6 separate regions of the Mus musculus genome follow, and regions 1, 2, 3, 4 and 5 are each linked to region 6. The links are chromatin contacts, called in public HiChIP or PLAC-seq and promoter capture Hi-C maps. All regions are on one chromosome and are shown on one strand. Each heading gives the region's core, a stretch centred on a gene start, on an enhancer-like site or on the middle of the called end of the contact. The rest is flanking DNA. Distances are from core to core; before and after follow the strand shown.

Region 1 (4,979 bases), core at 1,431-3,930, 830 kb after region 6:
GCAATGTTCTGGGGTACCTTACTCCCCTTGAGGGTACCCCTCCAAAGACCTAGTCATTCAACTAAAACTCATCTTAGAAGTTCTACAACTTTCCAATAGTAACATTCTCACAAACAAGCTTTTAAGCCAATCACTGTTGGGGATTTAACACCAAAAGATACCTTTTCAAAATTGTTTCATGATTCTTTAAACTGTCTCTATGCACCAGGCTGGACTCCCCCAATCTCTGCACTATCACACTATTGTAGCGATCAGGTACTTCTCAGGGGTTACATACTTCTTCACTAGCCCTGATAAAGCCCACTGGAGTGCCAAGCTATGACTCCAAAGATTTTCCCAAGGACCTTTGAGCTACAGATCCAATGAAGCTAAATGGCTTTCCTTGTTTCCTCCATAAACTCAGTCAGCATCCTTATCCTGCAGAATCAGCTAGGACCTGACTCCCAGAAGCCAATTACCTCTTTACTCCATCCCAGGTAACGTTCCCAGGTAGTACCTGCCTTTTGTCTTTTAATTATATGTTTAAAACCAACATCTCACAGGATTAAAGTAACCTGAGAGGGAAAGGAATTAAAGAAATGTTGGCCAAAATATTGTTATCGGTATTTAAGGTGTTTCCTGGAGTAGATGGTGACAGCATGGGAGATGGAACATTCAAAAGATATTTAGAGAGCTATGTGGTCCATAGGAAAGACCCTCCCCCCAAACTTCTTCCAAAATGTATGAGATAGGCTGTACAGAGAATGGTGAATATGCAAGTGGCAACTGGCTTTGCAGAGTGCTCCAACCATCTCTCACTGAGATTACTGGGATAAGATCAAGACAGTTTCTAGTTCTGACTCAATTCCTTGGGATGCTGTGTGATCCCATGTCACTCCTGTCAAAACCAGCATGCTACCTACCTGGTTTTGTAAATAAAGTTTTCTAGGAACACAAACAGGTTGTTTCCCTGTGTATTATTTCTATCTGCATTCACACCACAGGGCAAGGTCGAATGCTTGGGACAGAGACCTGGTAGCCAGCAAGGCTGGATTGTGCTCTCTTGGGTCCTTGAAAGTTTTCCAGCATAGCTTTAATTCAGTTTTTTTTTCCAGGAAGGCGCTTGAATCTACTAGTTTTCAGAGAGAAAATTGAGTTGAGTGCTGGAACCGTGAAGAGTAAGGATTCCCCAGAAAGCGATTGAATTTTTTTTTCCAAGAGAACCTGAGACGGGTGATTATTCTTGTTCTCTCTAATTTAATTCTCTTCCCCATTTATTATTATTAAATCCTGAGCTAGCAGATCAGCCTCGTTCTGGCAGACGTTTGCATAGATATGCCACGGAGCTAAATTTCTATTCCCTGGAGATTAGACATATACATGTTGTACTGATTAAAATAATATTTTTTAAAAAATGAGAAATGTTTAACTCTACAGGGAAGAGGGAGACAAAGGCTATAAGTCTGAAGGCCAGGTATAAAGAAAGACTTTCTTTGCTGGTCCCCATGGTTTGAGGGTGCCTTGAAGAAAGGAGTTCATAGAGGTAACACCAGTAACAGGTTAGCAATGCTGAGTGCATAATAGTAGGTCCTGTGGGTTGAACTGTGTCAGCTAACAAGTCATATTTACACATATCTGTGAATAAGATGTATTTGAAAATAGTGGCTTAGAAAGTGTAATCATTAGGATTTGATTATCATGGGTTCCACATGAGTCTTAAGAGAGTGACTTTTGGCATTGTTTTTAGCAAATGATGGAAATTTGAACAAAGATATGTAAAAAAAGATAATTCCATTGGATGAGACAGGCATACTTGAAGGACAGCCTTGTGAAGACATATGCATATACTAGGATTTTTCAGTGTTCAAGAAGAACTGATTCTAGAAAACTCCCATGAAGAGCAAAGTCTCTAGGTATTCAAGCTCTTTTTACATAACTGTGTGAAGTTTGCATATAACCAACAGATAGCCTTCTGTACACTTTAATCATTGCTAGATTCCAAACGTCATCTATTACAATGCAATGTAGATGGATAGTTGTACCAGATTGCTTAAAGACGATGACAAGAAGACAAAAGAGGCAAGAAAAGCGAAAAGAAATGAATCAAAGCATCAACCCAAAGCAATCCAAAGCCAAGTACGTAGATAAGTGATTATGATAAACAGAGGCAAAGAAAAATTAATTAAAGAAGTTGAAGACCCCAGAAAGAGAAAACACCTTCACCATGTGGGATATGTTGAAGAATAGAAACAAGGCTAAGTGTTTTCCATCTAATAGTAAAGCCCATACAAAGCCCTCCCCTAAGACCAGGGTCTATAGAGCACCCAGATCTCCTTCAATCTCTTCTCATTAACATGTAAGGACTTCCTATAGACCAGTACCAGCTTTCCAAAGGGAGTGTGGTCATTTCTCTAGGGCTACTTAAGGATCTTTCAGTTCCTTTCCTAACCACTACTCCTGCCCAAACTGTGATATCTAGATATACCATATTTCCTGATACAGTGTTTAGATGGCTCTGCTGCATGCTCAGAAGGAGGGGAACACTTACTTTCCCTTCACATGAATGAGTATTGCATCACCACCCTAGCCCCACGTGGAGATTCATGGATTAAATTTTAATCCTACTTTCTGTGTCACGCTGGTCACTGCACTTTTGTATTACAGCAGGCTTATTTATGTGATGGGGAAATGCTACTGACCTGACAGGAACTAGGTCATGGCATACACAAGGACACCACAGGATTGCTTAAAGTAAACAATTCTGACCAGGTTGATGTCGGTATATATGTGGGGAGTTTGTGGGAGGAGGGTGGCCTTACCACAGGTCTAAGAGAACTGTGAGAAGAACAGGGTTATCTCCTTCATTGGAAAAACAATGCTGTGGCCAAATTTTCTTTCCAAAATCACTCAGCCAATGAGAGACACATCCATGATTTAAACCCAGACTGCAGCTAGTGTGACGCCTTGATCATCATGTACTATGAGCTTGCTCATAGCCAGACATCCAAAGAGATCACCCAAATCAAGCCATGGCTATCACATTCCTAACTTGAACTTGGAAGAGAAAAAGCCAGGGACCACAGATAACTGGGCTGAGTTGCACTAGAATAATGTTCTTGAATCTTGATGGCAAGGGCTCATAACTCTGCCTGATTCCTCGAAAATCCTTCATTCTTCTCTACTGGCTGTACAGGGAATGGCATGTCCTAGCCAATGCAAAACATGGATAGAAGACAATGGCAAAAAAAGAGAAAAAATCCAGGGACCCCTTCACATCATTTCGTTTTCCTCTGGTATCTTCAGCAATTGTTTGGTCTCAGCCACTAGCTTCAGTTCAGTTCAAAAATAAGCATCCCACCTCATTGTTCCTAATTCTAGTTCTGGCTTTTAGTACTGAGCCCTCTTCTTAATTTGAGCATTACTCATCACATCTTCCATGCATCCTTGGCCATTGTAAGCTTTTTGCTATTGTTGTCCTGGAATGTTTGTAACCACTGTTTGAATTCTCATCATTTCCCAGGTTAGAGAGTAACTTCTCTATATTCAATGTGTTATGTTTGGAAGTCTAAAATGACATTGTTTTACCCTACTATAATTTGACTGATAAAATCCCAAAGGCCCCATCCTATGTCTATGGGTCTATGGTATTCCTGAATATTTTTTTAAGACTGTTCTAGTATCCTTTCAGTAAATCCCACCTAACATCTGTTAATGTACATCAACACATGTGTGTGTGCATGCACGTACACACACTTTCATTTTTAAGTTAAATAAAACTGATTTCATATTTTTCTTGACCAACCAAACTTTGACTTCTTCTGCACATGATACATGTCTATAAGCTATAAAGTAAGCATGCCCCTATCCCAGGAGATGCTCACTGTGTGTTTGAAAAGGATTAAATTGAACTCATTCAGCCCCAGCTGATATATACACATGCACACACATTGCAGAAGTAGAGCATTCATTTGTCCTTCATCCTCCCCATTACAAAACAATTGCTCTTCTCGATTTCAGCCTGGTTTTTCTTGCCTCAAGGTCTCAGGCGTGGCTGTCAAAGACTGAAGAAATGTTAGACGTGCTAAGTTGCTGCCTCCTAGTCAGAGAGAAACGGCATGCCACTTCCAGAGAGATGAAATGGAGACAAATAGTCGGATTCATAATTAAAAAGAACCTTTGGACCAGATCCAAAAGGTAATGAGAGACTACCCAGGGATTATTGAAAGGGAGGAAATTCCTAAAGACTGACATGGATGCTGGAATATTGGCCTCTGTCTATACAGAATATCTTGCAGGGGGAGCTCCTTGTCCAGGGGTAGGGCATATAGCATAGCATTGAATCTCCAAGTCGAAGAATGCCCTTACCTACACGGAGGAGGAAAAGAAGAAATGCGACCCCCTTTTCAGAGTTTGGAGGCCTGACTTCAATTTAGAGGGTTCAGGACCTAAGGGTGGAAGGGGCTTCTGAGGCAAAGAGCTGAATGGGAAGACAGAGGCCAGAGAACCAGAAGCCAACCCCACATCATCAGCCAACAACTCGAAAATGCATGTCTTCCTCTCTACGCCACCAGAGGGTCTGGTGTTATTAAGTGACTGAAATTTGCCATAATGAGACATGATTAGGATAATCCAGCCTCTTCTTTCCAAACCTTTTGAGCTGTATTCATCTTGGAGCCTTTAAAGAGAATTATTTTGATCAAATTACATTCCTTTCAGCCATGCCGTAAAAATGAAAGTTATGGAGGGAGGAAGGGAATGAGTGTGGGACTACGATGCATTGGATGATGATGTCGGGTAAGGGTGGGGGAAGGTACAGCCTCAGTCCATCTCTCCATACACATCTCCTATCATTATTTAAACAGATTTCCTAGGCATTATGACCCCATCTCGCTAGATAACTGGAATTCAGAGAGGTAAAATAATTGGTGTAAAACCACACAAGCAACCATCCCGGAGGAACACCAAGGTTAAGGTTACAATATAGTTCCTGCCTTTGTAGA
Region 2 (4,892 bases), core at 1,670-4,169, 970 kb after region 6:
GGACATTTTCATTCAAACTACCACACTGGTCTACTTACTTACAAGCCTGAAGCTCAGGATGCCTTTAAGGTCTGTTGTGGCTTACACATGGTCTGTGCTGGCCACCAAAGCCTGAGTCAAAGTCACCTGCCTGTCTGCATCTAGATCCATCCTGTGGTGGTTTTTATATGCTCAGCCCAGAGAGTGGCACTATTAGAAGGTGTGGCCCTGTTGGAGTAGGTATGTCACCATGGGAGTGGGCTTTAAGACCCTCATCCTAGCTTCCTGAAAGCCGGTATTCTGATAGCAGCCTTCAGATGAAGATGTAGAACTCTCAGTTCCTCCTGCATCATATCTGCCAGGATGTTGCCATGTTCCCACCTTGATGATAATGGACTAAACCTCTGAACCTGTAAGCTAATCCTAATTAAATGCTGTCCTTCTAAGAGTTGCCTTGGTCATAGTGTCTGTTCACAGCAATAAAACTCTAAGGTACATCCTCAGCTTTCCATTAGCTCATCAAAGACCAGAATTTCAGCCCATCATTTCCCTACTCAAAGATTTCCATGGGTTCCCCTAGCTTCAGTAGTGTGGGTGCTCTCCCCAAATACAAATACACATAGCACAGTAGAAAAGTTCAGATGTTTAAACCAGCCTGCCTGAATGTGAATCCCAGGCCCATCACTTACCAGCAAATGACCTGGAGTGAGCTGGTGGCCCTGTCTGTGCCATGTGGTTGTTTCTATGCAAACTGAAGTTAAGGACAATGGAAGTGATGGGGATGGGGATAATGTCTTCCCTCTGTAGGGATCATGCCAATGCTGAGGTTGGTGATGGGCATCTGCACTGCAGATCTTTGGGGATTACCACCCACTCTTTTGTCATAGTACTACAGAATCTACCATTGTGTGGTCCAAAGACATACCTGATTGTGAGGCAAAATCCAATAAGGCCTGCTCGGTCATCACCTTCCTTTCATCTAGGATCAAAGGGTTTGGAAAGGAACTCATATCACAGAGAAAGAAAAGATGAAACACTTCAAGAGTCTGAGATCAGCAAACTTGCTGCACAGGGTGTATGAGGACAATTGAGGGCATTTTTTCCAAGACTGCGCATGGGTCTAGGTGCTACAAAGAACAGGCAAGAGTTTGGATCCATTTCAAGAGAAGAGGACTGTGTGTTGGCATAGTGTAATCCTAGAACTCAGTAGGCTAAGACAGGAGTTTGAGGCGAGCCTAAGCTATATAGAAAGATCACCACATCATTCTTAATAATATAAGCTATATAGAATGATATGATCTTTCTATAAGCCAAACTTGATCATCTTCAGCAGCAACAGTCACTTATCCCTATTCCTAAGACTGAAGACCACCCATGCAGGGCATGGTGGTTTGAATATGCTGGGCCATGGGAAGTAGTACTATTAGGAAGTGTGGCCTTGTTGGAGTAGGTATGGCCTTGTTAAAGGAAATGCATCACTGTGAACATGGGCTTTGATGTCCTATGTTTAAACTCTCCTGGTTTTCTTCAGGTCAAGATGTAGAACTCTCATCTCATCAAGCACCATGTCTTCCTCTGGGTTTCCCATCGTGATAATGGACAAAACCTCTGAAACTGTAAGTCAGCCCCAATTAAGTGTTTTCCTTTATAAGAGCTGCCTTGGCCATGGTGTCTCTTCACAGCAATAACACTCCAACTAAGACACAAGGTTTCATTAGATATCTGAGAAACATATCCTACAGTTGCCCTTTCTTAAAGTTTACAACATTACACAATGATGGTTTAAGCCTGGGCAGAGTGAAAAAGTGAGCAAACTGATCTCTGGCTACCCGAAGTAAACACAGGAGTGAATCACTTGTACAGTGGGGAGGAGCTTCATCAGGGAGTGAGGAGCACCTGGGTTGTCTGACTCATATCTTCTATCAGTAGATCCTAGAGTCACATCTGTCCCTGGACTTAGCTTCACTCTTCTGGGGCCCTTCGAGTCTTAGTTATGGAAAACACATACACGTGCACGCACACGTGTGCACACACACACACACACACACACACACACACACACACACACTCTTCAGCTCAAGTCAGTTCTCACACTCTGGGGACAGAGTTTAAGCATCTCCCACCTCCTCCTTGATGCAGATACCCTGGGGATAGTGTTGAAGCATCTCCTATTGACTTCCTGCTGATGACACCCTAGGGACAGTGTTGAAGCATCTCCCACTACTTTCTTGATGAGAACACCCTAGGGACACTGGAAAAATAGTTGGCAAACACCTTCTCCTATCTCTGACAGATTTTGTCAGCCTTTCATCTAAGAAGCAAGCCCACAGCAGTACTGAATCCTAGCTAACTCCAGGATGTTTTTGCTGCATGCTCTCAGAAGACTTCAAAGTGCCAGCCAGGAGCAGTCACTTGCAAAGCAAGCTTGCAGTTCACTGATTAGGAGAGCAGGGCAGGTGTCCTGTCTTCAATTGGTCTTAAGGATAGAATCACAGGTCTTTGAGGATGAGGCAGTAATGAGTCCTCCTTCCTGTGGCTGCTGGTAGTCAAGTCCTAGAGGATGCATGGAGTGAGCTTCTTGCACAGGAACAAAACCTCAGCTGGCAAGTTTTCTCTCTCCATCTTTTTTCTCCTTCCATCATGAAGCTCTTATAGTCTTCTGTTCTGCAGTCAGTGACTGTCAAATGTATGCTGTGTCATCTGGACCCCAAGTCGCTGTATGTAAGCATGAAGGTAAGGTGAGAGGCAGGGCCAACTGGGGAAGAGCTTCCCAAATGTCACTTTCAGTTCTATTTGTTACAGAGATTTTCAGACTTGGTTGCTGTCTTTCCTTCCTGGTGTGCAACCTCGCTTGAGGTTCTGTCTGCCAAAAGCTGAGGGCTTTCATGCAGTCTGGGTTGTTGCCTCTCATACAGTTCCTGTGTCAAGCTTGAGTTTCCTGCCCATCAGAAAACCGTGCAACTGACAGGAAGCTCTACACCCACCGAGCCTCATCAGTGTTAGACAGGAGTGAGATTTTTGCATAAAAGACCAGCAAGTAGTAAGCACAGGGGCCTCAAGAGAAGCTCAGAGCACATCTGTGGTTAGAGTATGTCCCTGGCTCTGTATCAAAAGCCTTCTCCCTTAATGCGCTGGGGCCCAGTGGTGAGACTCACATCTCTACAAATGTTTATATTCTCATATCAGTTACTGACTGACTGGTGGTCCTTTTGCAGCTGGTAGATCTTATACCATGTAGAGTCTGAACAACCACACATGGCATACCAGGAGAAGAGTTAATGGAGCAGACAAAAGCCATGGAGAAAGATTAGAAATGGGAGTCAAGGAGACTAACAGACTCAGAGAGAGACATCCCCCTTATTTTTCTTTTTTGTTTTTTCATATATTATCCACTTATTCCATAGTTCAAGATCCTATTGGAGATTCTGCCTAGACCCAAGGAAAATCAGAGACAGAGTCCTTGCGATGCCCTGGCATACCAGCATTGTGGGGCATCCTGCAGGTACAGGCACCACAGGTATTTAACATCTAATACTTGGCAGGTCAAGGACTGTATCTGCCCTTTGCTTCCAGTCTTAGAGCAAACACACAGAGAACTCCTATATCATGTCACAAGCTCCAGATATCATGTCACAGAAATCACTGTGTGGGTCAGAAGCTCCACAGACAAGTACAGTGGTAGCTTCCTCCAGGAAAAAAGAGGGTGAACACCCATCTAAGAAGACTACCCAGAGCCTTGGGAGTACAGGTGGGCTAGGATCCAGCTTTTTGGTGGCAAGCAAAGTAGAAGAGGTAGGCTTCTCATCACTGTGCCCACACGGTTGGTGGTCCCACACTCCTGGAATCTCATTTCTCCTGATGTCTAGCAGTTCACTCTCTATGTATCCAAACTCATCTGAGAAAAGGGTGAGTTACTTAACACCCACTAAAGGTTCCCCTCTGTCCTGAAAGAGTGCTACTATGTAGCCACAGGCCCTTTATATCATGTCTACTCCCCTTATACTCTCAGTACCCCTTCTGTGTCCTAGTGCCCTCTACACTCTACCTACCTGAATTGCTTAGATCCCAGAAGCATCATGAACTGTCCTCAAACCCAGTGCAGGGGCCCTGACCTCCACTGTCCTCCAGAGACATCACCTACTTAAGTTCCTTTATCTTCAGCTTGGCCCCAATCTTAATGCTTATCTTTCTACACACTACTTTGCCCCAACAACATTGAGGTCATAGTAGTTTCATCAGTTACATTTCCTTCCTGGAGGAAAGAACTGTGTCCAAAGCCTCTTCAAAGTCCCACCTCTCATCTGGCAATTATTTGGGAGATGTTGGCAGAGGTATATACATTTGCATTCAGCATGAATGACTGATAGGCCTTTTAAGAGAGTCTCAAAGGTGTTAAAATATGACTACGCAAGGAAATACCCAGAACATAAGCCCAGAGCATAGGGCTCTTGTCATTTTTGCTAAATTCCATTCCTGGGCTCCAGCTGACCACAACACACTTGGTATTCCCTACCTAGCAAGAGACAGGATGCAGGCCTTCTCTTGCTTTACTAGATTCTAACTAATGGGGAAGCTTTGCTCAGGGAGGAGGTTTGATGTGGTGGCAATCCTTCCCTGAGTCCCTGGAAACTCCCAGAAACCACTGCAAGAAGTCTGAAGCCACAGACCACCCAGAAATAATTCTAGGATTTCATTAACCCAAGAACCAAATGTCCCAGTATGAACTATGTTTGTGACACTCTTGCATTCTGTCCACAATTCCAAAAGAAAGAAGGAATAAAGGAATGAAAGGAAGGAAGGAAGGAAGGAAGGAAGGAAGGAAGGAAGAGAGAGAGAGAGAGAGAGAGAGAGAGAGAGAGAGAGAGAGAGAGAGAGAAGGAAGGAAGGAAGAAAAGAGACAGAGGACGAGAGGG
Region 3 (5,068 bases), core at 1,693-4,192, 850 kb after region 6:
GAATGTTTCATTAAGGGGAGTAAGTGAATGTAAATTGTCTGAGCTCTAATTTACTATAACTTGAAAAATATACCCTAAGTGATTTGAGCATCAGGGATATATCTCTGTCAAACAGACATGGGATAGCTCCATCAGAACATTCAGTATGTGTTAGGCCCAGAACACAGTAAGACCCTAACATTTGTTTGCTGTGACTAACTAACTATCACCACCACCATCATCATTGTCACCTTCTTAGAAGGGGGAACAAAATAGCCACGGGAGGAGATACAGAGACAAAGTGTGGAGCAAGGACTGAAGGAAAGGTCATCCAGAGACTGCCCCACATGGGGATCCATCTCACATACAGTCACCAAACCCAGACACTATTGTGGATGCCAACAAGTGCTTGCTGGCAGGATCCTGATATAGCTGTCTCCTGAAAGACTCCGACAGTGCCAGACAAATACAGAGGTGGATGCTCTCAGCCAACCTTTAGACTGAGCACAAGGTCCCTTATGGAGGAGCTAGAGAAAGGACCTAAAGAGCTGAAGGAGCTTGCAGCCCCCTAGGAGGAACAACAATATGAACCAACCAGTATCCCCAGAGCTTCCAGGGACTAAACAACCAACCAAAGAGTACACATGGAGAGACCCATGGCTCCATCTGCATATGTAGCCAAGGATGGCCTTGTTGTACATCTATGGGAGGGGAGGCCCTTTGTCCTGAGAAGGCTCAGTGCCCCAGTGTAGGGGAATGCCAGGACAGGGAAACAGGAGTGGGTGGGTTGGTGAGCAAGGGGAGGGGTATGGTATAGGGGGTTTTCGGAGGGAAAACCAGGAAAGGAGAGAGCATTTGAAATGTAAATAAAGAAAATATCTAAATAAAGAGAGAGAGAGAGAGAGAGAAAACTAAATCATTTCCCAAGAGATCAAGAGCAGGCCACCTTTTTCTCTTTGTTTTCAACATCTTTATGAATTAAATTGTCACATCAGTCTTTCTCTTGTCATTTAAAACCTAGAATCTACAAGAGTACTTCAGAAAGACTGGACCACATCGGCACAGGTCACTTCTCTATGACAAGAGCAGAAGCTAGCCAGAAAGCATATGCCTGCACAAGAGTTGGCACCTGTCTGTTCTCAAGAGATATCACCTGCAGCCTCAGGTCTCCTGGGGTACCTGGCTCTCTTGACACCATGTGGCAGGGAAAAAGATCAGTTACAAAGCTGGGGTCAGAAAATGCTGAGTCAGGCAGGGCAGGGTAATATGAGCAAATCAACAGACTGATTTGCAGAGTCCAAATCAGAGAATAAAGCCCTGTGCTTTCTGTCACCGGGGCCTTTGTGACAGAATGATGGCAGGCAGGAATGTCCTCCAGTGAACTCCCTTCACAGACCTCTCAACACAGGCAGGCCACCTGTCTTGATGTGGGAACCTCAGCCTCCTTAGCTTTGGGAGTGTGATGGCTAAGGTGTGGTCCCTGTGCCTGGCTCTGGGGAGTTCTGGGTGCTCCATGTAGGCCAGATGGAGGAAGAATTTCAGATCAAGTGGAGACTAATGCAATCTAAAATAATGTGGTAGAAAGAAATGATCAGACAGCTCCGACTGTGGGTTTCAGAGTCAGACTGCCTGGGTTAAGTGGGAGCCTGCCATTCTCCAGCAACCTCTTGAACAAGTGACCTGATATCTCAGTGCCTCATTTTTCTTTCCTGTTGAATGGAATCATACACATATCTGCTCCATGAGGCTATAGAGAAGACAACAGGGAAATTTATAAATAAATAAATAGGAAAAAAATAGGCATGACTTTAGGTCATGTCAAACACATAGTAACTGCTCAGAAATTACTGACTCCACTAGCTAATGATATCTTCCCAGATCAGACTTCAAGGATGTTTAGGCTGAACAGTCACTTCACTCAGCATGATGTTCTGATGGGCTCTCCATTAAGTGTATCTTCTTCTTTCTCTGTGTTTATTATTATTATTATTAATATTAATATTTATTTCAGATATAATATGTTATACATATTATGTAAATATATAATTTTATATCACATAATTAATAAATAAGTAAAAACTATTGATAATTTTTGGACAGACAAGTCCACATGTTTTTATCTTTCTTTGGGATTCACAGATAGAGCTGGCCCCATGACTAGCATTTATGGGGTCACTTTGGTCCCATGTCCTACCCTGGGAATTTTGCAGACTCATACCTGAGGTTGTCCCTTTGAAGTGTGTGCTTCATACCACCTTGGGAATGATTGGAAGAGCAGAGCCTTTCTCTTGCTCAGCCACGAGGCTTACTCTCAGGTATTTCAACCATAGGGCCTTCCAAACCAGTGCTACTATTAAACCAACATCCCCCACCTGATTTACTTTCCCCTATCCACCATAAGTCAAGCTGTCTTCGTCATTGTGTCCCTGGTTGGATGGCCATTATGTACCTGGGTAGCTAAGGTAGCTTTGTAAAATATACCCACCAAACAAACATAGACTAATTATGTTTATCAATCACTTTAACAAAATAGTTTATCAAGATATAAAATAGTCTACAGCAGAAGTACAGAAGTGGTAGCTTGTCTGAATAATTTTCCTGACATATGTGTTTTTATAGCTAACATGCACACACACACACACACACACACACACACACACACACACACACACACAGAGTATTAGTACTCTCAAGTAGTAATTTTCCCTAAAGTCCCCAGTGCATGGCATTTTCAATCTATTTGGCAATACTGAACCTTAGCCTCCCACAGGTCCTTCTAAGGTAAAACACATGTCCTGTAAAGGGTTAGGCTCCATCCTCTCCCTTGGCAGATTTCAAAGCTAGTTCACTGACACAGTTATCTCTGGCCCCCAACATCAATGCCCCTGGCAGCTTCCTACGACATGCAGGCTTTGAGCTTGTGACTTCTGGTTTCAGCTCAGAGCAGGGCCTGGCACAACACTAAAAGTCATTGGGCTTGTAGCCAAAAGTGCCACGTGTCTTCAGCTCTCTCACTACATCAAGAGACAGAACATAGAACAAGACTTCTGAGTCAGATGACAGGCAGCACTTCCAGGACCCAAGGATTAGCTGTATGATAATATAGAGCAGAGATGCCTGCTGGTTCCTCAACTGTAAGATTGGGGTAGCATGACTGGCCTGACTACTAGTTCACAATAAAAGTTGCATTATAAAAGTTATACCAGATGTAGAATAAGACTTAAAGCACCAATAACCTGTGTAGGGGCCCATGGCTTAGAGGGTGTCTAGGAGACGTGAGGCCAGATGCCAAGTGAGTCAGAATCCTCTGAGGCAGGGGCTCGAGAAGATCTTACTAGGGCTTTAGCACCAGGAAGCACATGGATGAACGTGGATTAACTTCATCCTGGAAAAAGATGGAATTTCAGCCAGTAGATCACTCAGCTGCCTAGTGACACACAATGTGGTGTCACCACAGGCAGCACTGGGAGGAATTTCTACCTCCAACACTGTGATCTCAGGGCAGCAGCAGCAGTTGGCAAAGAAGTGAGTGTCAAGGAGCTAGGGAGAGGCATGAAGCCAGGACTGATGGACATTAGCACTTTAGCCTTGTAAGGTCCTTGGGTCATAAACAAGAACAGAGTGAAAGGTCTAAAAAGCCAAACTAAGAACTGAAAGCTGTGGGGTCACCTAGGATTCCAAACTACACATAGATCATATATATATATATATATATGTATATATATGTATGTATGTATATATATATATATATAATGTAGACATAGATGTGCATATGTATATACACAAATATTTTATATATGTGCACATATTATCATATAGATAACAGATAATATATGTGTGCACTAATGTGTTTTATATATATACATAAAACATATGTATATACATATATGTATATTTAAGCGTATATGTAATTGTATATCTAATATAGTTTGAGCCTTGGAGCATGATTTTATATATACAGTGAAAGAGACAAAATAACTCACGTGTATCTTCCAACTCAGTAAAGCATTGAAGGAGAGGGTCCAAAGCCTTGACAATAGGCAATAGGCTCCATTATAATGGTAGCAAGCCATAGAAATGAAACTGGACATTCACAAGCCCTTAGTATCTGGTGCTCAGGTAGTGAGTAACACACTAGCATCTTATTTTACTTTTTTTTTCTTATTTTACTTTTACTTTAATCATTTAATGTTTCATTTTTTCTAGATGGAAAAAACTCATTTATTTCTCCTCACAACTCTGAGCTGGACACTACCAGTGCTGATACAAGTCATGGAGAGACAAGATAAGAGAGGGACAGCTGCTCCCTGGAAGCGTCCAGCATATTGCAAGGGTGAGGGTGGGAATTTGGGTTCAAACCCACAGCCATGCTATCAAACTCTCAAGGGTGAGAACACTCATGATCCTGTTCTCACCCCCCCCCCATCTCTTGTTCTCTATCTCCCTCCCTTGTCTCTACGTACTGTAAAACAAAATCTCAAGTGGGCTTCAAACAATGGACCCACATGTCTCCTCTCAAGGCCACTTTATTTCTATCCTGGAAAAAAATGTCCTTAGAGGCCAAGCAAAGTATGGAAAGGAGTTAGGCAAGGAAGGAATACCTTCCCCAACTATCACCAAAGGTTCAGTACTTCCAGGATTCGGAAGGTGATCAGAGAAGCCTCCTTCCCCTCCCCTTCAACTCTCCTGTAACCAGGAGCTGCACATACTCTTCCAGGACCAAGTTTCCTGGACACCACCTACTTCCCACCACAGGTTGCCCCAAAGCCCTAGAAACTGAATGTTAGCTTTTAATGCAGCTGCCTCCCTGGGATTTGTGGATGCCAGGGTGGCTTTCCACCAGCATCCTTTAATTAGTAGTGCCAAGGTTACAGTGGCAAGAGCCAACATGGCCTGCCTCCCATGCTAAGCAGTGCCAACTTCAGAACAATAGACATATTATAGGCAACATGAGACAGAGCTTCGTCAACCTTACTCATCTACTGATAGACAACTGGAAATGACCCTCCATTTTGACCTTCTCGACTTTCAGACCTTTAACAATCTGTTTCCCTTTTCTCTGTCTGCACCCCCAAACTAAGAGCACCAT
Region 4 (4,447 bases), core at 1,616-4,115, 780 kb after region 6:
CTAGTTATGAACATGATAAAGACAATATTTAAATAGCATCAACATCTCGGCCTCACCAGAGCCTGCCTCCTCACAGTCCCAGCTATGCAGTTTGTAAACACATTGATTCCTGACTTTCTTTCCCAAAGCTTCTTTTGTCATAGAACTTGTCAAGGAACTTGTCCTCAAATCTCTAATTCTGATCCATGGTCACTGATGTGTGGCTCAGAATAAACGGTTTTCAGATAATGGAGATGGTCTATAAAAGCCAGACTTTCACTTGCAAAGCCTGCTTTGTTTTGTTTTGTTTTTTGAAAGAAGCCAAATAAGTAGAATCTCTCCAAGTCTATTCCCAGCAAAGATTTTTAAACACAAAAGCTGTGTGCAACAGATGTCATGGTGAAAGAGGCTTGGAATCCTCGCATTTCGGAAGCTTGATTGGGCGGATCATAAGTTCAAGGGAGCCTGAGCTGGAAAGCTAGGCCCACGGAAGAAGCCTGCGCTTTGCAGTAAAAGACTGCAAAAAAACAAAACAGAGTCACTTTGGATAGCAAAACATGAAAGGCTTAACCATTTACTGTGCAGCTTCCAGAGCAAATGTAGAATGCCCTGCAGCTTTCTAAAACAAAGGATTCCTAAGCACTGGAGCTGAAGTAACAGGTACTACCTTTCATTAGAGATGAAAATGAGAAAGGGCTGCCTAACAGTGTCTGCAGAACAGAGCTGCTGTCATGGGAGTTAGCTGTTACCAGATCGACTCTTTAAAGTTAAGATTTCTGGACCTTGGAGCTGCAGAGATTAGGAGTGCTGCGCTCATTAGGAGTGCAAACTGCTCTTGCAGAGGACTAGGATTTGGTCCCTAGCACCCATGTCAGACATGACCTCTTTTGACGACCATGGGCATCTGCACAAACATACATACATATCCACACACATATACATAATTTAAAAAATACAATAAATTTCTTCTTAGAAGATCTCTCTGCCCATTCTTAGGTCTCTGACTCAACAAAAAAAAAATGTGGCAGGCTCAAATACCAATGTTTATTGATGTATTCTAGAAGGTTCCAATGGACAGACTAACAGAATGATTCTGTGTTTGGTAATTGCCTATATTCTTTCTTTGAAGCTTTCTAGACATGGAGCAGAGGCAGCAGGAAAGACCCTGGAGATGGGGAGATCAATTTATCATGACTTAGACAAGTGACATGCTCTTAATTCATACAGCCCTTTTGTAATAGGCATTACTCTGCACATTCCCTGTGGAGTGAGTAACAGGGGCAGGGGCTGTGGGTGATCTCTTTGTGTCTATTTCTCTGCTGAATGCACCCTTTAAAACATCAGGCGCTTTCATAGTCCTATGTAGCAGGAGTTCCTTATGTCGCTCCAGCTTGGGATCTGCCTCCTTCCACAGGCACATGTGTGAGGCACAGCTACCTCCTCTAATCCAGTTCCCTGATGAATGTCCTCTCTTCAGTCCTGCCTCTCTTATTCTTTCTCTTGAGCACAAGCAGTCAGTAATCTCTATTTGTTTTTATCAGACATGAAATCTCTTTAGAATATTACCCACTGGAGTGTGTCACATATTGGCTGTCCATCAATAAAAAGTGTAGATTGGTCCAGGGATCCACAATGGATGCTGAAATCTTCAGATGTTTAAGTCTCTCATATTAATTAGCATAGTACTCAGGTGTAACTCCTATGCACACTTTCCTGAAGATTTGAAATCATCTCTTGATTACCTATGCTATCTACTGAAATGAAACACTCTACAATTAGTTGCTATATTGTAACTAATTTAAAGAATATGATAGGAGAGTGTGCACTTTCAGTACAAAAATTTTCCTAAATATTTTCGGCATATGATTGGTTGAATCTAGGAATGTGGAACATCTAAAAATGGAGGACTAACTACAATTATTTGCTAGCTAGGTTAATGTCTCTTTTTCCTTTAGAATGTAAATTGCATAAAATAAGAAACTTAACTCTAGTATTCTCTCTTCTCCAAGCCTAGGACATGGGACACTGGAGAGCTCAATGAGTAAATATAAGAAGATACTCATTCAAAGATCCAACAAGTCCATGGAATTTAGGCTGCTCTATATACCTCGGATTTGGGTAGTATAGCCTCGTGTAGATTAGTCCAACAATCCTGTGGAGATATTTTTACCACAGTCATCTCTGGGTCAGAATTTGATTTGCCTCCTAGGTGTCAGTAAGATGTGAAACATTAGTCTACAAAAATCAGGGAGTTTGGAAACAGCTTTATCAGGCTTGACTCTCATGGAAGTTCTTTGTACAAAACAGAGACACAGTTCTTAGTACATCTCTTTGGAGACTGTATTACCATCAGAGGTCCTGGATGCTAGAAAATGGGACCTATACCCCTTTCCTTCGAGGCAAAGGACACTGCTATTTCTTAGCACTAAAGGCCATTGTATTGGTCAATTCATTTCTTTATTAAAATATCCGAGACTGGATAACAAGTGTAGTATACACCATAAAAATATATTATTTGACATTTTGGAGGTTGGAAAGTCAAAGTGAAAGTTCCACTGGGTTCTTTGTCTGCCAATAACCCAATCTCTGCTTCCAATTTGGCTACTTCCTAGATTCTCTTGTACATTCTCCAGTGGGAATGGATGTCTCCTCATATGACAAAAGAAACAAATGGGCAAAGAGTATAGATAATTCCCTCCAGTCATTTTAAGAAGGTGCTAAACTCATCACTGAGTGTAGGGCCTTCATTGCCTAATCCCTGCCTAAAGCTCCACCCCCAGTACTGATGGACTAGAGATTCAGTTGCAACATAACTACCACAGAGGACACACATATTCAGACCATGGCACCTCGGGTGCTGCCTTAGTCATTCTGAAAGTGAAGTGTTTTTCTGAGGAAGTTGGGAGTAGTTTCCAGGGTACACCCTACATGTCACTTGGCCTAAACTGTAGAAGCAATGAAACTGGCACAGAACTTCCGGAGGAGGGCCAAAAGTCAGCCAGACAGAAGAGCCACTTCCAATGTAATAAGCATGGATGGAGCAATAAAATAGCTTGCAATAGCCTTTCTGAGCACCATCTGTTTTCACACTGTATGGAACAGGGCAGGGAGGTATTCAGGCAGTGTCTATGCTTAAGTGTGTCAGCCTTGGCTTTATCACTTGACTCACTGCCTTCTGAAAGTTTACTCACACTGAACCCAGAGAAGCATTCTGTCAAGTAAATAGGACAAGTATGGTCTCAAATCATCTGAATATCTTCGTGTAGTAAGTAGAACTCCAAAGATAAGTACTTATATACATAGTATTTACAAGTATGAACAAGGGAAGTATTCCCCTTCTTGCTTTCCACGTTTCCCAGTCATCATCAGTGTATTTACTCCTTGCCACAATCTTCCACCTACCTTCTTCCATCTCAACCTCTGTACCACAGAGGGTGGAGCACCTTGATTAAATTTCCCAAAAGAAATCCAGAAACTCTTAAATGCTACTTTCCTTATATCTTTCTCTGCTCAAGACCCAGCAAAAAAACCATACCATCCTGAGGCCCAGAGGCCGTGGCAGAAAAGTTAAAGTCAAATGCAGGTTAATATCAAAAGGAGTGGCAGAAACAAGAACTGTAATGCGAATGGCGTCATTTCATCTGTCTTCACAAAAATACCTCTTTCCTCATGGCTACTGAGAGGCAGGAGTAACAGAGAGTAACATAGTGACAGCTGTGCCCCCATATCTTCATTCAAACCAGACATTCTTCTTTCTCATGACTGTAGGGGCCAGACAGTTCAGAGACACCACAAGAAAACCCACCGAAGCAACTAACCAGAGTTCATAGGGTCTCAATCAGGGGCCCTGCAAGGGTCTGACCTAGGTCATATTCATATATGTTATGGTTGTGTAGCTTGGTGTGCTATTGGACTCCTGATAATGGAAGCAGAGGCTGTCTATGTCTCTTGACCTTGCTTTTGTGACCCTTTCCTCCCACTGGGTTGCCTCATTCAGCCTTAATACGAGGGGAGGTGCCTAGTCTTATTGTAACTTGATATGCCATGTTAGGTTGATATTTAGGCAAGGCCTGCTCTTTTCTGGGGGGAAGCAGAGGAGGAGTGGATCTGGGGGAGAGAGGAAGCTGGGAGGAGATGAAGGAGGGCAAACTGTGGTCAGGATTTAATATACAAGCAAAGAATAAAAATTTTAAAATATACATGTAAAAAAAAAACAGAAAATGCTTCTCCCTTGCAAAGTTGACTGCATATATACCCAATTCTCTTTGAGACTCTCTAAATGTCCCCTCCCATTTATGTATTTTAGTAATGAAACCCAAACTTTAAAACCCAGCTCTATGATTTGTAACCTGAGAGACTCACTTTAGCTGACTTAGCCTGTTTCTTACACGTAAAATAAGAATGAAGAATAAAGGACACAGTGCTATAGACCATGCTCTGGGAAAACAGCACATTTAATATGGAAGGT
Region 5 (4,993 bases), core at 2,271-4,770, 740 kb after region 6:
AAAGCCTCACAGTTGTCTCGCTTCCTGTGAATTTGAGCCCTAAGCTTGACATCCTCTCTCAGCCTGGCCTTAAACTTGCTAACTTGCTAGGATAACATCATTCTAGATTTTAGAAATAAAAAATGGAAAACAACAAGAAAAGTCAGAACCAGACTAGGAGCAACAATGATATTCTCCAGAACATCTTAAATGTTTCAGAAGTCCAATGTGCTCATTTGTATATGAATCTATCAGTCTTTGTGAAGAAATCAAGATATATTCAATGCTGGCCCTGATCTGTTTGTGGAAGATTCTCAAAGCTTACTTAAGTAGTTCCCTTTCTTTTACATTCTCGTGGGATCTTATGTTTTTCCTGAAGCAAACTTAGAGTTTATTAAGAAAAAGTCATAACATATATTAAAGAATCATCATTAAGAGGGTAGAAAGACAGTTGGAACCAGACACATCCAGAGAGAAGAATGAAACTTAGGAACAGCACATGCCTAAATACAGAACCCAGCTTCTCAGTGGGGTTTAACAACGTTTCTAGATGTGATTTGGGTAGTTTTGAAGTTATACTTAAGCAAAAATGTTTTATCATCTTATTTTTATGTAAGGTACTTTCTCTAGAAAATGGGATTATAAGGTGATTTATGTTATAAAATGGTCAATATTAATTGTCAACTTGACAAGATCCAGAATCAACTTGGGCAACAAGCCTCCGGCATATCTACATGGGGTTACTTAGGTAAAAAGTGGTCTCTAGGCATTCCTGTGAGAGATATTCTTAATTTAGGTTAACTGAGATGAGTCCTGTATTACAGACACTATTCTCTGGGTTTGTACCCTGGACTGAGGGGAAAGGCCAAAGCTGGCTGCACACAGCAGTCACTACCCTCTGCCTTCTGACTGTGAAGCAATGTGACCAGCTGCTTCAAGCTGCTGATGCCTTGACTACCCGAGTCTGAGGGGCTGTACCTTTAATATGTGAACCAGGAAAAAAAAAAAAAAAACCTTCTTTTTTACATTGCTTTGCCAGCATATTTTATCACAGCAACAGGGAAACTAACTAATACTTATCTCAGAGTTAGTGTATATAAAGGGTGATTAGATAAATATTTAAGACCAAAGTATCAGAGGAATCTTATTATCCACAAGACCAGGAAGTCAAGGTATGATATTTGTATACATGCTTCATAATTGTGATTCTCGGTGAGCAGTGACAAGTGGCAGCTTCCCTTTGCCAAGCACTCCTGTTCTTCCTGTCTTTCACACTCTAGCTACCCTATGAGATTTCAATTCCATTAATAATAAGAGTCGATGATGACCAAAGTTTGCTTTTCTGAACTTCTTACTCCAAAAGGGAAGACAAAACATTTTGAGGTAAAAAGTCATAACCTGAATAATCCAAGGGGAACATGAAAAAAAATCCAAGTTTGACGATTTGATAAATATGGGGGGGGGAGCACAAATAGTTTCTTCAAACATCAAACCACATAAACAATAAATATCAGTAAAAATTTCAGAGCCTAATCCTAACAGAAGGAATTGTTTCTATCATGTGTAGCTTGAGAAGCATTGTATTAAAAATCATAAAAAGTCTAGGCAGCATCTGAAGTAAACCATGGATGACCGTAACACGCACTGGTCAGTTATCCATCTGTAGATGTACAACATTATGTTTCTATGATGATACAGGGTCCCCTTTATGCTCAGGTCAAAATACCCGATGCCATCTGGCTTGGAAGGATGGCTGTACTCATCTCAACATTACAGCATGAGAGTGAGATCCCTGGACTATAAAAAAAATAAAAACTGAAAACAAAAACACATCACTTATTATGTAGTTAAAATATAAGAATGCATGGAAGAAACTCCATGCTTACCTGCGATTTCATTTAACTTAGTTGATAGCTTTGCAGTGATTCCTATGAATGCACATAGACTGCTTGTTCTCTTGATTAAGAAGGTCCATGCCTGACTCTCTCATATTCCTCCTCAGTGACTAACACAAAACCCAAAATATAGCTCTGGCTAAACACATAAACCTCTAGACGAATAAAACTAAAAAGGAAGGTCATGTGTACGTAGCATGTTCACGTTTCCATTTTGAAAGCCGATACTTTGACAGTTTATCAAGCTTAGCCCTTCAAGAACAGAACTGTGTCTTTTTGAAGAATTGAACCACACCAGCCAAGAACAGCTGCTGCTGGTTCTGAACACTGGAAGCATAATGACTTTGAAGGGGTTGTCTTTCTTCCACTTAATGACCCTAAACATTCAAGAAATTGGAATTGGCAGGGTCTATAGGGCTATTGTTCTTTAACGTACTGGGGCTTCCAAATGGTGGCTTTATGCTGCCAGCTAGTATAATATTAAAGATTAATAGGCAATAAAACAGAGACAGGTGGCCAACCATAAGTTGTCATGAACAGCACATGGGAAACAATTCCCAGTTTATGTTGCTGGATAAGACAGTGATTGGCCATAATGGCCCCTTGGTTTCCCAGACCGGCTTTCTCAGAGAGCCAAAGGTACTTGAGCATAGGCTTCTGATCTTACTAACAAGCGTCAGTCATGACACATTGATGATAAGAAAAGTCCCTTGTAAACCCCTCTGTAGAGAGCTTAGCATATCAGTCCCCCACTGTGTATGACCAATGGTATTTGAATGAGCCCGTTCATCTAACAAATTGAGCAACTGTCAAGTTGGACACTGTACATATGCATAGCTAATGTTACAGTGTTGTGGAAGATTTTTTTTTTGCAGCTGACACAGTATGTGTTGTTGTTTGTTTGTTTGTTTGTTTGTTTGTTTGTTTTTCAAAGAAACGATGTTATCTCCTAGTGGATGACAAGCATCCTCCTCCAGTAGAGCCCAGGAATCCTTTCCCAGTCAGTCCAGGCATCTCTCCAAGTGGATCTCAAACATACCTTCGCAACAGAGCCGTTGTATCTCCTCCCAGTGGAGCCAGATATCTCTCCTAGTGGAACTCCGGCATCTTCACCCAGTAGAGTCTAGGCATATATTTCAGGGACCCTCAGGCATCACCTCCCAATGCAACCTAGGCATTTTCCCCAGTGGAGCCCAGACATTTTCCCCTAGTGGATCTCCATCCTGAGCCCAAACATCTTCTCTCTGTGGAGCCCAGGTGTTCCTAGCATCTTGCTGATCTGACATTTAGTTGGCCTCATGTAAGATTCAAGCAGGCCTATCACATTGGAGAGGAAAAGGTGTTCTGAAAGGATACACATGGGGGGGAATCTTGTGCCTACTTACCCTGGATGTGTGAAAGAGAATACCAATTTTTATTTTGCCCTCGGTTTCCATGATCATCTTTAAATGTAAGAGCAATTTGATTTGATTTGCATAATTGTGGAGAATATTTGGAATGGTGTAGGGAAAGTGCTTAAGTGTAGAGCTGGCATTTAATAAATATTTAATTCTTACTTGTTTAAAGTGCAGGGTCATGTGCTCTCCCTGTTCCTTTTAGCTTGGGGCAGAATTTCTGCTGAGAAGAAATAAGGAAGCAGGGGGAGGGAAAGTCAGCATCGTTAAGTCATGTGAGTCATTTTTAGTAGCAGAAACTGAAAAATGGGAAACCTAGAAGTTGTCAACAAGAATCTGAGAAAGTTGGGTTTAAGACATGTAAATGGGCATTTCTTATCAAAAGATTTCCATGATGTTCAAGGAATTCATGGCCTGTGGCTGTTTCTTACTTTGTGGAAAATCTAAGTCTTAGGCTTATGGGGCTGTTGACTCAACCACAGTATTATGGTTTAAATTTAAAATGCTCCTCACCCCAGTTCATGTTTTGGGTGCTTGGACTCCAGAGGGTGGCACTATTTGGGGAAAATCCTAGAAACCTTGGGAAGTGAGGCCTAGATGGAGAAAGTGGGTCACTGGGCAGCTTAGTCATGGCTGGTGATATAAGAGATGGTGAAAAATTGCTTGGTACACAATGGAGTTTTAGAAAAAAAGAATCTGCTAAACTGTGCCTTTAAGATGCTCAGTGGGTAAAGATGCTTGTGCACAGGCTTGGCAACCTGATTTTAGTGCCAGGATCCTACAAGATAGAAGCAGAGAACTTTCTCTCAAAAGTTGTATGGGATATAAATAAGCATAATTTTTTTAAAAAGTTGTCTGACTTTCATATGTGCATCTGCACACACATACACATACACAACACATACACACATACATCATGCCAAACACTGATGCACTAAACACAAATACACACTAACAGGTATATTCACCTGCATACACACACACTCAAACACACGAATACTTACATGCAAACACACGAATACTTACATGCACACACACACACATATACACATACTCACATGCACACTCACACACACATACATACACACACACATGCACATGCATACCCACACATGGACACACACTAATAATTTGAGAAATTTCCTAAACTTGGTTCATATTATTTGAAATGTACCTACTCTTCCAAGCTATTCTTTATTCTATCATTCTAGGGACCAAGAGTAAACACGTGGTCTGAATTTTTTCTACCAATGTCATGGGAAATTAACAATAAATCTTACTATTAAACAATTTATAATTTACCCCATACTGTTATGCTACGTTAATGCATTAGGGTAGACATAATGACCAATTTATTGGCATATTAAATGAAATAAATTTTTGAAAAGGAACTAGTAATTTTTTTAAAAGGTTGTGTATCTCAGAAATGACATGAAGAATAGAAGGGGTGAGATTTCAACAGTATTGGTGCCTTTCTGGACTGATATTTTAATAACATCTTCCAATGCCTTAATGCTTGAAAGAGTATTGCAGAAGTCACTTTGACACATCATCTAAGTTCCTTTGGGCTACAGCTCTCTTCAGATCTCAAATGTGTGGCCACTGAATCGTCTTCCTTTCAAAACGCCCATAAAAGTATGTGTAGTTTTACAATATGAGTCTGGTGTGGTCCACATGAAAAAAAAAATCCATTGGGCTCCCAAGTGCAGCTCTTAGTAGCAGCTT
Region 6 (5,059 bases), core at 2,345-4,844:
TGTCCTTGGGGTGGGACTTAAGGAATGAAACCTTGGTCAGTGGTAAGTGCAGTGTGTATGGGGGTAGGACAGAACAAGACAACTTTCTCTGAGATGGTTTTCTGTGAAACAGCTTTTTTATTGAGGGTAACAAGAGCTATATAAACCTTGGGGTTTGGGTAGGTGTTTTCAGGGTGAGTGTGCATTATTGGCTGGTAATGAGGGTCTGGGAATGCTTCATTTGCATGAAGAGAAATGCTGGACATGCCCTTATAGGGAGCTGTGATTTGGTCACCAGGCTACATGTACTATGTCAAGGGAGGCAGAGGTAGGAGTTGCAAAGCTGTAAGGGCCAGAGCAAAAGGAAGACAATCCTATGCCTGGTAGCCTCAAGATGAGATATTCGGGGTTTGGACACAGCTTTCCAGCCCCTGGAAGAGTGAAAGAGGAAGGCACTGCACATTAACCTCTAGCCTTCATATGCAGTGTACAGACATAGGCTCAGGAACCCGCATGCACAATATTCAGGAACTCATGGCTTTCCAGACACCTGGTACTAAAAGATCAACAACTACCAATTATAGTCATGCATTCAGTTTGCAAATCAGCACACACAGAGAAACCTATGTCTTTCTCACTGGCTCCTTTGCCTTTCCTACAGGTCAGGAATTTTTATTGCATCCTGTTTTTGAAGGATGACATAGCTTCCAGCCACCCTGAGTTTCCCTCAGTGCTAAGGCTGGAAACAGGTTCTTTGACATTGGTTATGGCCAATGAAAAACTCAGTACTAACACCTACATACTGGGCACACACAGGTGAATGAAACATGGAGATCTATGAGGAAGTGACTCTGGCTCTTACTGCTACCTAAGGTCACAATCATGTTGATATCAATAGCTTATGCTGTCCTTTTGGACAACATCCCTATTTAGGTTTTTAACATGTTGACTAAAATTGCTTCTTTCTCTCCTTGTCTTTTAATAGTTTTGTGGCTCAAAATCCATGCTAAGGTTATATGTATCCTTTTCTAAGACTGATTTCAATCAGTACTATATAAAATTATGTACATAAACTGTTTTCATATAAATGCATTTACTATTGATATAATTATTTAATATTGCTACAAATATATTTAATTATGCAAGGCCACTAAATTTCTCATATAACTAAATAGCATGTCATGTCCATAGATTTGGACACGGATTCCTCCCTGAGCCCTCTTGATAGGTGGACTACCACTAGTGGGCAAGCTGGGACCGAGCTCCTCTAGGAACCAATAAAGCATGAGAATATTCATTATGAACTTCTCAGTGATTTCCATTTCATTCCATTAGTTCTTCTCTCTTAACTGAAGGCATCTAGAAATGTAAAGATTAAAAATGTCAGTCAGGGCTAAGGAGATGGCTCAGGGGTAAAGCTCTTTTGCCCAAACATGAGGGCCTAAGTTTGGATTCTAGGCACCTTCTAAAAAACGCTAGGTGTGGTGGGCTTGTGATCTTAGTGCTGAGCGAGACAGGAGGATCCTAGGGGTTCATTGGCCAGCCAGGCTAGTCAGACAATGAGTTTCAGGTTCAGCAAGAGGCCCTATCTCAAAACATGAGGTACACAACAATAGAGAAGACTGAAAGCTAGCCTCTGCCTTCTAAGTGCACACTCATGTCCCCATCTGAAAGTGTGAGCCACACAAGAAGGTGAGGAAGCAACTGTGGTGTCTCCATTCACAAAACTGCCTTCCGTCCCTTTCCTTACTAATTTCCTCCTTCTTGGGACCAGCCTGGGAAAAGATATGCAATAAGTCTTTTTTGAAAAAATGAGTAGATTTAAGGAAGGAATAGTGGAGAAAAATCACAGCCACCCCTCACCCCCTCAAGACCACATCTACAGTCAGTTTTTTTTTTTTTCTTCTTCTTCTTCTTAAAAAAAATTTGGCTTTACTGTTTGGGAGCCATTGAGTTTTGAGATATATGTTAACTAGCTTCATTTCCAAAACTGATTTTGGCTACAACATTCAAGAGCAATCGACCCACCTGCTAATCAATCAATAGTATTTCAGTGCTGCTTTTTAAGAAAGGCAGCCCAGCACAAAACCAGTATTGTCAGCAACCAGCACAACTCACATGTCCTGACAGAAAATTAGTGTAAATATTTGGAGTTCTAAAAAGGAAATCACATCAATGCAGCATTCTGGTTAGTTCATTTTCAAATGAAAGATGTTACTGTTCCCCTGCCACGCAGCCCTCCCTGAGGCAGAAGTTAGTGGAGGTGAAGCAACAACTTCCTGATTCTCCTCACATTGTGTCTACCGGCATCTGGTGGGTTGTGGAAAGGTGGGGCCACACACTTCATGGACTGTCTATGTGATCTCAAAAAAGCTACACAACCTTCCTGAACACCTGTCCTTTGCTCACCTGCCCACTGAAATAAAGATGTTTTTAAATATGTACTAAACAGAAGAATGAAGAATTAGACCAGTCATCTTAAGGTTCACTGCCCAAAGGCACGTCAACGTTTCTGGTTTTTGTTTTTAAAAAAGTGAACAAAATGAATGAGCTCATTCAGTCGTTCAGTAGCATTACTATGAAATCTGTGATGGGTAGGCAAAGACTAAAAGACCCAGGGGCCTTTGTGACAGGACCCTCTCTCCGCTCGGCAAACTCAGTCCATGGCAGAAAGGGGTAGCAAACAGTTATGCGCAACTGAATGTGAAGAAGTAATAAACACATGACCTCGACCTGTGGGGGTAAGAGAGAGGAACCTAGAGCTGTCTGAGGAGCACTCCAAGCTAAACACTACAGAAGGACTATACTCAGCATTTCACCAGCACTGTAAAAACAAACCAGGGCTGCCCAGACGCCGGTCATTTCCGTCCTGCTTCTTTTAACATTTTTCTCTTGTTTCTGTATGTGTGGAGTACTTTTTTACAATGGCTAATTTAAAAACCTTTCTAAAAGATAGCTTTACCAGCACAAGTACGACTGTTATTATTATATATATACTTAATTGGCCAACTCTAAAACTCATTCCCAGTTTCGAATGCTAAAAAGCTGACCAAGATAGGTAGGGATAAGGGACTTCGATGTCGGTAGAAATATATTCTATCAAAGTTACGTGGAACAGACGCTTCCTGCAGCGTGCGGAGGGGGCTCTAAGCTCCTAACATAAAAAACGGAAAGGTGGTCACTGAGCTTCCAAAAAAAAAAAAAAAAAAAAAAAAAAAAAAGATGTGCGAGGCACTGTCACTTCCAACCCGGCTCGTCCCGGACCCTGGGAGAGCCTGCCTGGGCCAACTACACCTAGTCAACCCGACCGGCAACTTGGGAAACTGAGCCCCGGAAAAGCTAGTATGCAAAGGGGCGCACTAGCCTGCCCACTCGCAGCCGTCCCCGCACGGAAGAGGATTCAGGACATTCCGGGTCCTGACTCCCACGTCCCAGGATCACAGCGTCCCGCCCCGGGCGTGGCCCAAAACAGCGCGCAGAACGCCGGGACGAGAGGCCGGCACCTAGGGTAGCCGCGAGCATGCGCACTGTGCCTTGCGTGCCGAGGGCGGTTCCCCGCGACCGACGTCGCTACGTAGGCGTCGGATCCCCGGGGAGAGGAGGGCGAAGACTCCATCCGCCATGTTGGATGCCGCAGATTCGCCATAACCTCTCCGGCTCTTTCCCTAAAAAAATCAAAATAAAGAGCGAAGTTTCCTCAGGGTGTCCGACTTTCTCGCTCAGCCCGGGAGGGAGCCGGGAAGAGCCCGAGGCTTTTTTTTTCCTCCGCCGTGGGGGCGTTGCCATGGAGACGCGGACGGCAGGTGAGCGGGGATGGGGGTTGGGGCGCGGCGGGGTGGGGGTGGGGCGCGGCGCCGCGCGGGAAACCGCTCGTGGTGTGCAGTGGGGAGGCCGCGCGCAGACTCGGGCCGGCGGAGGGATCCACGGGCGGGCGGAGCGCCGACGTCGCAGCGTTCTGCGGCCCACGTTTGGAAGCTGGCTTGATCCTGCCGCAGGAAAGAAAAAAAAGGGAGGCGGTGGAGAGCAAGCGAGGGGAGCGCCCTGCGCGCCTGGGGAGCAGTTTCCAGGGCTGTGGGCGGTGCCAGGGCGCCCGCCAGCGGCCATCCGCGGGCGTCTGGCTGCATAGGTGTTCGAGTCCCGTTGCCTGCCGCTGTTTGTGTGAGCTTTGAGTTGGCTTCTTGCTTAGTCAACAGTTTCGTAAAGTAGATGACTTCCCCTTCCCAGTGATCAACCCCGTGTTCTTAGCCAGGACGTGCTTCAAGTCCAGCCTTCTCTAGTGACCTTCAGAGGGAGCGGCCAATGAGAGAGATGGGCTTTATCACGGGTGACCCTGTCCCATGCAAGTAGTCATTTGCCTTCTGTCTTTGGCCCAGTGCTGTAGGGCATTGTCCTCGTGCGCTTGAACGAAGTGGCTCCAGGCCACTTCCTCCAGGCAGCCCTCAGACTGTCTAGCCAGAAGCTGCTTTAGCTGGTCTCATTGGAAGGGTAGACTTTTCACTTAACCCCTGGTGACTCCCCTTAACCTTAAGCTTGTGACCTCTAGCCTGTGATTGACACCAATTTAGACTCTTGGACCCTGACTTCCGAGGGTCGCTGCCAGTGTCTCCTGGTTGTTCTTAGTTGGTCATTCACTGAAGAAGAGAAAAGTTGAGAGCCCAGATTCCTGACAGTGGAGCTTTAAAGAGATCGGACTTCTGGCTTGGAAAACAATGTGAACCATATGTTTGCTTGGCCTTTGTCACTGTCCCCTGGAATTCAGACAGGCTCTTAGTAGGGGTGACCTTCTATTGAATGACTGAGTGAAGGAGCTGCTGATCATTTGTACACGTCACTGTGGTTTCCTGCTGGAGCCTGGGTCCATCCATACAGGGGACAGAAAACTCACGTTCCTGGGGCTTACCTCCACTACTCTCCACCTTTAGCTTTGGAACCTATCACTTGATCTGTGAAATTAGTGTTGGTGCTACAGAGTGGCTATAGGTCAAAGGGACACACAACAAGCCCCAAACAGGTTATCTTTCTGTTTTCCAGCCATGACAAGTGAAGAAGGCTCATAGTTTGAACAAAATGTATTTCTGTC

What was found. Promoter capture Hi-C pulls out the DNA fragments that hold promoters and counts their contacts. HiChIP or PLAC-seq counts read pairs in DNA pulled down with a chosen protein or histone mark.
Region 1: an H3K27ac HiChIP or PLAC-seq map of acute myeloid leukemia shows a contact between it and region 6, with 2.6 times the contacts expected there. The contact joins the enhancer-like site here to the promoter of Zfat in region 6. A contact is called at or near these places in 13 of 39 promoter capture datasets (the 3T3-L1 cell line, 3T3-L1-derived adipocytes, the C10 cell line and 8 more), 5 of 484 Hi-C or Micro-C datasets (embryonic fibroblasts, erythroid progenitors, neural progenitor cells and 1 more), 11 of 115 datasets of contacts at active chromatin or transcription factors (the NIH/3T3 cell line, VIP interneurons, acute myeloid leukemia and 8 more) and 2 of 9 other capture datasets (embryonic stem cells and macrophages).
Region 2: a promoter capture Hi-C map of pre-B cells shows a contact between it and region 6, with 4 times the contacts expected there. The contact joins the enhancer-like site here to the promoter of Zfat in region 6. A contact is called at or near these places in 6 of 39 promoter capture datasets (the 3T3-L1 cell line, the C10 cell line, embryonic stem cells and 3 more) and 5 of 115 datasets of contacts at active chromatin or transcription factors (bone marrow-derived macrophages, epiblast stem cells, extraembryonic endoderm stem cells and 2 more).
Region 3: a contact with region 6 is called in an H3K4me3 HiChIP or PLAC-seq map of bone marrow-derived macrophages, with 6 times the contacts expected there. The contact joins the enhancer-like site here to the promoter of Zfat in region 6. A contact is called at or near these places in 2 of 39 promoter capture datasets (the C10 cell line and HPC-7-derived erythroid cells), 6 of 115 datasets of contacts at active chromatin or transcription factors (the NIH/3T3 cell line, bone marrow-derived macrophages, memory CD8 T cells and 2 more) and 1 of 9 other capture datasets (macrophages).
Region 4: a contact with region 6 is called in an H3K27ac HiChIP or PLAC-seq map of acute myeloid leukemia, with 5 times the contacts expected there. The contact joins the enhancer-like site here to the promoter of Zfat in region 6. A contact is called at or near these places in 3 of 39 promoter capture datasets (the 3T3-L1 cell line, hippocampal neurons and second pharyngeal arch cranial neural crest), 4 of 115 datasets of contacts at active chromatin or transcription factors (acute myeloid leukemia, bone marrow-derived macrophages and embryonic stem cells) and 1 of 9 other capture datasets (liver).
Region 5: a promoter capture Hi-C map of the HPC-7 cell line shows a contact between it and region 6, with 5 times the contacts expected there. The contact joins the enhancer-like site here to the promoter of Zfat in region 6. A contact is called at or near these places in 2 of 39 promoter capture datasets (the C10 cell line and the HPC-7 cell line) and 2 of 115 datasets of contacts at active chromatin or transcription factors (bone marrow-derived macrophages and large pre-B cells).

The regions. Positions count from the first base shown.
Region 1 is chr15:67,421,787-67,426,765 of GRCm38.p6, reverse strand. No RefSeq gene overlaps it. Among named protein-coding and RNA genes, the nearest start is that of 1700012I11Rik, 200 kb to the right of the region's middle. Within about 2 kb of position 2,680, at least 14 of the 459 cell types and tissues checked have an H3K27ac peak or open chromatin away from gene starts, as enhancers often do. A contact at or near this core is called in acute myeloid leukemia and liver, where this site is marked.
Region 2 is chr15:67,288,033-67,292,924 of GRCm38.p6, reverse strand. The region is part of intron 5 of 1700012I11Rik (RIKEN cDNA 1700012I11 gene); the gene reads right to left. Among named protein-coding and RNA genes, the nearest start is that of 1700012I11Rik, 64 kb to the right of the region's middle. Within about 2 kb of position 2,919, at least 77 of the 459 cell types and tissues checked have an H3K27ac peak or open chromatin away from gene starts, as enhancers often do. A contact at or near this core is called in pre-B cells and pro-B cells, where this site is marked.
Region 3 is chr15:67,403,600-67,408,667 of GRCm38.p6, reverse strand. No RefSeq gene overlaps it. Among named protein-coding and RNA genes, the nearest start is that of 1700012I11Rik, 180 kb to the right of the region's middle. Within about 2 kb of position 2,942, at least 34 of the 459 cell types and tissues checked have an H3K27ac peak or open chromatin away from gene starts, as enhancers often do. A contact at or near this core is called in the NIH/3T3 cell line and bone marrow-derived macrophages, where this site is marked.
Region 4 is chr15:67,480,304-67,484,750 of GRCm38.p6, reverse strand. No RefSeq gene overlaps it. Among named protein-coding and RNA genes, the nearest start is that of 1700012I11Rik, 260 kb to the right of the region's middle. Within about 2 kb of position 2,865, at least 42 of the 459 cell types and tissues checked have an H3K27ac peak or open chromatin away from gene starts, as enhancers often do. A contact at or near this core is called in acute myeloid leukemia and bone marrow-derived macrophages, where this site is marked.
Region 5 is chr15:67,512,793-67,517,785 of GRCm38.p6, reverse strand. No RefSeq gene overlaps it. Among named protein-coding and RNA genes, the nearest start is that of 1700012I11Rik, 290 kb to the right of the region's middle. Within about 2 kb of position 3,520, at least 15 of the 459 cell types and tissues checked have an H3K27ac peak or open chromatin away from gene starts, as enhancers often do. A contact at or near this core is called in the HPC-7 cell line and bone marrow-derived macrophages, where this site is marked.
Region 6 is chr15:68,257,391-68,262,449 of GRCm38.p6, reverse strand. Zfat (zinc finger and AT hook domain containing) reads left to right here and starts at 3,594. Exons shown (of 16, transcript NM_001145888.1): 1 at 3,594-3,782. The coding sequence starts at 3,764.